Regions from separate parts of the Columba livia genome. Here region 1 is linked to region 2. Evidence: chromatin contacts called from public Hi-C data. All regions are on one chromosome and are shown on one strand. The core of a region is the stretch at or near the end of the contact, and the rest is flanking DNA. Distances in the headings are between cores, read along the strand shown.

Region 1 (2,745 bases), core at 98-2,597, 110 kb before region 2:
GGATAAAATGTTTTTTTCTTAATTGCATGCTTAATTAAATTAGCCCAAATTTCATATACGAACAGGTATCTACATTATTCCCATATTTGTATTTAAGTGGCTGCTGATATTCACCAGTATTTGAGTCATCTGTTCCAGGAGAAAAAAACATCATGATACACCTAGCTCACAAATGAGAGAATACAAAAACAAGGAGCAAGAAAACATATTTGATTACATTATCTTCCCAGCCTTCTTCTCTCATACTTCTAGTTTCACATAATCTTGTATTATTTGACACCTACACATCAGAGATCACAGTGAGATTAGGTGTTCCCTGTTTATATGTTTATATTCATTCTGTGACTCCGTGATATGTTTAGTATGTTTGTGTTCACATGTTTAATAACAAAGGAAACCTTTGGAGACAATTCAACCGAAAGCTGCTGTAGAAATAGATGGTCTTACGCTCCAGGCATTTTGGCACAATACTGGTGCTGACACTACTGTTTACATAGCCAGAAAAATTAAAAATCTTATTTAAAAACGAAACAAACAAAACAAAACAAACACAAAACAGAATTTTGAGTAAAATATATACATATATATATGTAGTAGATTTATTATTCAGCCAGGCCGGATGCTTACACAGACAAGAAGTTTGGGGACAGAGCGAGGCAGGCAGGGTAAATAAAGCCACAAGTCTTTTTAGCAACAGCCCACAATTAAGTCGGATCCTTTTCCCCTACGACCTCCCCAAGCCCTGCTGTGAAACCTCTTTCCATTTAACAGCCGAATGCGTGTTCACAAGCCAGAGCTTTCGCAGCCGCTGTGCGCGCCGTGACCACTCAACGGCCCCCGGGGAGCGGCGCCCCCGCACAGCACGACCGGGGCGCGGCCCCTCGGCAGCGGAGGGCGCCCGGTCCGCGCACAGGACGCTGCGGGGCCTCGGAAGCGCCTGCCCGCATCCCTCCCGCGCAACGCCGCCCCGCCGCCTCCTCACCGTGCTCCAGGGTGGCGCCGGGTGCGCGGGAGGGCTCCCCGACACTCCCGGCTGCTCCCGCCGCCGGCCGCAGCGCCATGAGGCGCGGCAGCGCAGGCACAACCCGCCGGGCGGGGAGGGTGCGGGCCGCCGCCGGCCGCGCCGAGTAAAGCGCGGGGAGAAGCCGGCGGAGCAGCTGCTGCATGCCCGGTGAGGGCGAGCAGGGCTGCCCGCCGGGAGACCGCGGAGAGGGGACCGTCCAGCGCCGCCGCCGTGCCCCCCGGGCACACGGCGGCAAGAGCGCGGGGCGGAGGGGGAACGGGGCCGTGTGCCCGCGGGACTACAGCTCCCAGCGTGCTCTGCGCCCAGCGGCCCGCGCGGGGCATGGCGGGAGGCAGGCGAACGGGGAGACCGCGGCCCGGAGTGCTGCACCTCCCCGTCGTCACTGTCCTCTCGCTTGCGGCAGGGGTTGAGGGGTTTTGGCCGAAATGTGCAAGGCACAGCGAAGGCACCCAGCTGGTGTGCCCTGAAACGTGAGATCCGCGCCTGCACGCGTGGCTTTCACTCAGCGTTTTACCGAAATGTGGCCGCCCGAGCGCTTGTCCCACGGAAAGGCTGTGACTGTGGGTGTCTCCCCCAAATAACCAGCTGTAGCTTAGGAGAGCTGCCAGGAGAACTGTATGCAACCCGGAGCAATGATTCCCTCCGTTTAGCCGCAGTCTGGGAGAGACTCGATGGCCTCACCCTAAACTCCTTCCTTCACGCAGCCCTTGTGCCCTGTAATGCAGACCCAAGCCCCTCTGACTGCGGCACCGAGGCCTCTGCTGCGGCCACACGGTCTCTTACTGGGAATCGGCGTCTGGGGTGTACGGAAGAGGCTGCTCCTCTGAGGCAAGGCATGGGAGATGCTCTTTTCCTGCTTAAATAAGGTTTGGTGCTTCTTGGAAGCCAAATCTGTCACTGGACTCTGAGGGAGAAGCCGAGCCAACTGTTGCGTGGTGCTTTGGAGGCTGGTCTGTGTGTATAGACTAGATCTGAGGGAGCTGATTGTTTACATGCATATAAATATTCCTACTTCCATTTTTAGAGAGAGTAGGAGTAGCAAAGCCAAATAACATAGGATGGTTGTGATAGGGAGGAAGCTGTAAGGTTGCTGGATATTAGAATCTTGAAGATGAGTGAAAGCGAGGCCACTTTCTCTATGTGGCTCCTCTGTGTCTTCCCTTTCTGGGAAATAAAGTCTGTTTGGATATATTTTATCACCGTTTTAACACATTTCGTGCTGTGTTTGCCTTCACTGTCGTTCACACAGTATTTTCACTTGATCAGCATAGTCCTGCAGAGGCCAAAGGCTGGAGCTGACACAGAAGTCCAAAAGATCCAAGAGAAGCTTTCGGATGAGGCTGCTGGCAGTTTTTATTACTATACGCATTTCATCTAAATGTCAGCTGTCATTTGGAGACTAAATACATGATTGGTCATCTCTTCCTAGCCTGTTGGCATTGGCAAGCAAGATACTTCCATAAAATTGGATTCCATAGAGTTACAGATAAAGTACTCAGAGAAGATATTTTAGTATCGTCTTTTTAAAAATATTAATTTAAAACGCAGCTTTGGATCCAAAACTGCACCAAATCACTTCATTATGTATTTTGCAGAAATCATCATCAAGCAAACACTAGAAAGAACATTTCTGTTTGTACAGTGGACAGGGGAGTCCAATGAAATCAGATAAATTGTCATTTCATAGTCCTTTTAACAACTGAAAACACAATGCAGTTTTA
Region 2 (2,837 bases), core at 294-2,793:
TGAGAAATGTGGCACTATATTCTTAAAGGGAATGTTTAGATATGCTTCTGAAATCTTTGCCTTACTTTTTCAGTTCTTACATGGAAGTAATTCTTGCTTCCTAAGGGTTGTTTTTCATTGAAGATGAGCATCTATGAAGAGCTTTGAACAGTATGTTAATACCTAGTGCTTTGTCACAGAAGTAGGGATTTTTATTCTAAGAATTCCTATATAGTCTGTTAATCTGGATTACTTTATCCAAGATGGTTTTAGTTGCAATCAGTGTAATTTAATTTATGGTTAATAATATAAACTAGTAACTGAAGAAATTTTAGGAAGTCCTGCTGCCATTTTTTATTTATTTTATACATCCAGATGGGGCTATAAATAATTCCCTTTGTCACAAAAACTGTCCTTTAAAAATCATTGGTCTTGTTCAGTAATAAGGAGATGTATGGATCGCAGTAACCCAACTAATATAATTTTTTTGGCTTTTAGCAGCTTTTGATCACTATTGAAACTTTGCTTGTATGTAACTTACTAAAGCATTGAAAGTGTGCATTGCGTAACTGTGCTTTGATCAAGTCCAAGAAACGTGCCTTGTGTCAAGCCAAGACAGGTTTTAAAATTATGACATGATTGTTAACAAGCTTCAGTTGGGTAATAGAATGCCTTTGGCATAAGGTTTTACTTCACTCAATAAATACGTACCTTAGGGGGACATATTTAATGTCTCGTTAGTTAGCCCTAGATTAAAAGTGAAGCTTTGGTCCTGTGACACAATGGACCTACTGAGTTGCCAGAAGGGGATGGAGAGGTTCTTAGTGTTCAAAGTGCATGTGTGAATATTTGCAGAATTAGAAAATAGATGTGCAGCGCCGAACTGTTACTGGTGCTGTATGTACAAGTGAAAAGAAATGAGAAACTAGTGAGTTTGTATTGGGTTTGGGTTTTTTGTGACTAAAGATGTGATGTTTTTGCATTGTGAACAATCATGGTAAAAATCCTAACAAAAATGTTAAAGTAAAATTTCAAAAATCTTTGTAGAAAACACAGATGCTTTACCTAAATTATTGTCTTTGATTACATTATTTCTATAAAACATCATTAATAATTGTCTACATTGATACTATTCAATCTTCAGTCTTTTAATTCTTTACTAAAAATGGTTCTGAGGCTTAAACTTGAATTTCACCACAGAATACTGAAAAATATTCTTGTATTAGAGTTTGCGTAAGCAACATAGTTTTCCTCAAGAGCTGGCGTGCTGGGAGGAGGACAGATTATGAAAGCAGAGTGAAATCTGTTCTTCCCATCAAAGCCCAGCATTGTATTTAAAGGATAATGAATTTCCAAGAGAGCTAAGCAGATAGATTTTAGCCTACTGACCAGAACAGTTATGTTTCTGCATAGCTCCTGATAGTTACATCTGCTCCTGCATCTGGTATAAAGTGAAAGACCAACTTGTAGTTATTTGATCCGAGATGCTGCATCTTTGCTTCCATGGGTCATCACAAAATCTAATTCCATGTTCACACTGTGGTGTCCCCTTTGGCACTTGCCTATGTTGGTGCAATTTAGGGAGAACTTTGGTATTGGTGTGCACAAGAACTATCCCTACTTGGCTTCTGTGTCAGCTGTCAGATTATTAAATATGGAATTGGCAGATACCAGGCTTTAAGTCTTTAAATCTGATTTTTCCATTGAGTTTAAGCCTACATGACAGCCACAATGAGTAGTTTTTCTGAAGTTAAGCATTAGTTGTTTGCACATTTGGCCCTGTAGTATTGTCTTCACAGAAGCAGTATTTTTCATGGAGCTTGTAATATCGAGAAAGATGCCTTTTTGTAATGCTTCTTGGGTTAGACTATTGTTTCTTGCACAATTAACCACTTAAGGCAGCTATAATATCCCAAAACGCTTGATCCTGTGCTTACAAATTTTAGATGAAAGCAAACAGCTACTGGAAATGATTATTGTTTCATAGGGCTAGTAGGTTTATGGATGAAAATAACCTTCTGTTAAATAATAATGCACAGCATTATTTTTCCTTTGCCTTAAAAATGGAAAGAACAGTCAATGAGGGGCCTTTCATTACAAAAACAAAAGCAAAAAAAATCTTAGTTCCCTTATAGCCTTAAAGTTTTTTATTTGAAGGCACTCCAAAGAAGAATAGCTCTTCAGACATAAGGCACTTTCCTTGGTTTGGTTTCTTTTTTTCTTTTTTCTTTTTTTTTTTTTTTATAGTTAAGTTTGCTTTTGTTGTCGTGTTTTGTCCTACTTTGTTTTACGTTGCGGGTTGCTAGGACCTGGATAAGACCCAGGACGACTTACTGAAACACCAGGCTAGCATTAGTGAGCTCAAGCGCAATTTCATGGAATCCACACCTGAACCACGCCCAAATGAGTGGGAAAAGCGGCGTATCACACCTCTGTCCCTACAGACACAAGGGGTATGTCACTGCAGACACTTCTCCGCATGCATTTCCATACAGCCCTGTATGTGATGTAGTAAACGCAGTTTTTCCTTTAAATGAACACTTTACTTGGCTAATGTAATATTTGTTTATACTAAATATACATTAACTTTTTACCACTTACCATTGGATCTGACTTTAATGTTTGGAATTTTATTCTACAAGAGCAACTGAATGAGGAATCAGTAAAACAAACAAACAAAAAGGAGGTGATGGCAGTATTTTCGTGTGCGTTGGCAGCTTAAATTTCACTCAGACTTATGCAGATTGGAGTTAACTTTTTAGTGAGAGTAGAACTTTTCCCTCAGTTTCCATCTCTATAACTCTTCATAGACAGCTGGTACATAAACACACACAGTCTGTGTGTTGTTTTAGAAGGAC

What was found. A called contact is a pair of places that touch in the nucleus more often than the background predicts.
Region 1: a Hi-C map of liver shows a contact between it and region 2, with 3 times the contacts expected there. The contact joins the promoter of AKAP7 here to the enhancer-like site in region 2. A contact is called at or near these places in 2 of 2 Hi-C or Micro-C datasets (crop and liver).

What each region holds. Positions count from the first base shown.
Region 1 is chr3:58,153,087-58,155,831 of bColLiv1.pat.W.v2, reverse strand. It overlaps AKAP7 (A-kinase anchoring protein 7), which reads right to left and starts at 1,347. Exons shown (of 9, transcript XM_065056989.1): 1 at 1,288-1,347; 2 at 983-1,286. The coding sequence starts at 1,347.
Region 2 is chr3:58,043,512-58,046,348 of bColLiv1.pat.W.v2, reverse strand. All of the region lies in intron 13 of EPB41L2 (erythrocyte membrane protein band 4.1 like 2), which reads left to right. Among named protein-coding and RNA genes, the nearest start is that of EPB41L2, 83 kb to the left of the region's middle. Within about 2 kb of position 1,543, at least 1 of the 3 cell types and tissues checked has an H3K27ac peak away from gene starts, as active enhancers do.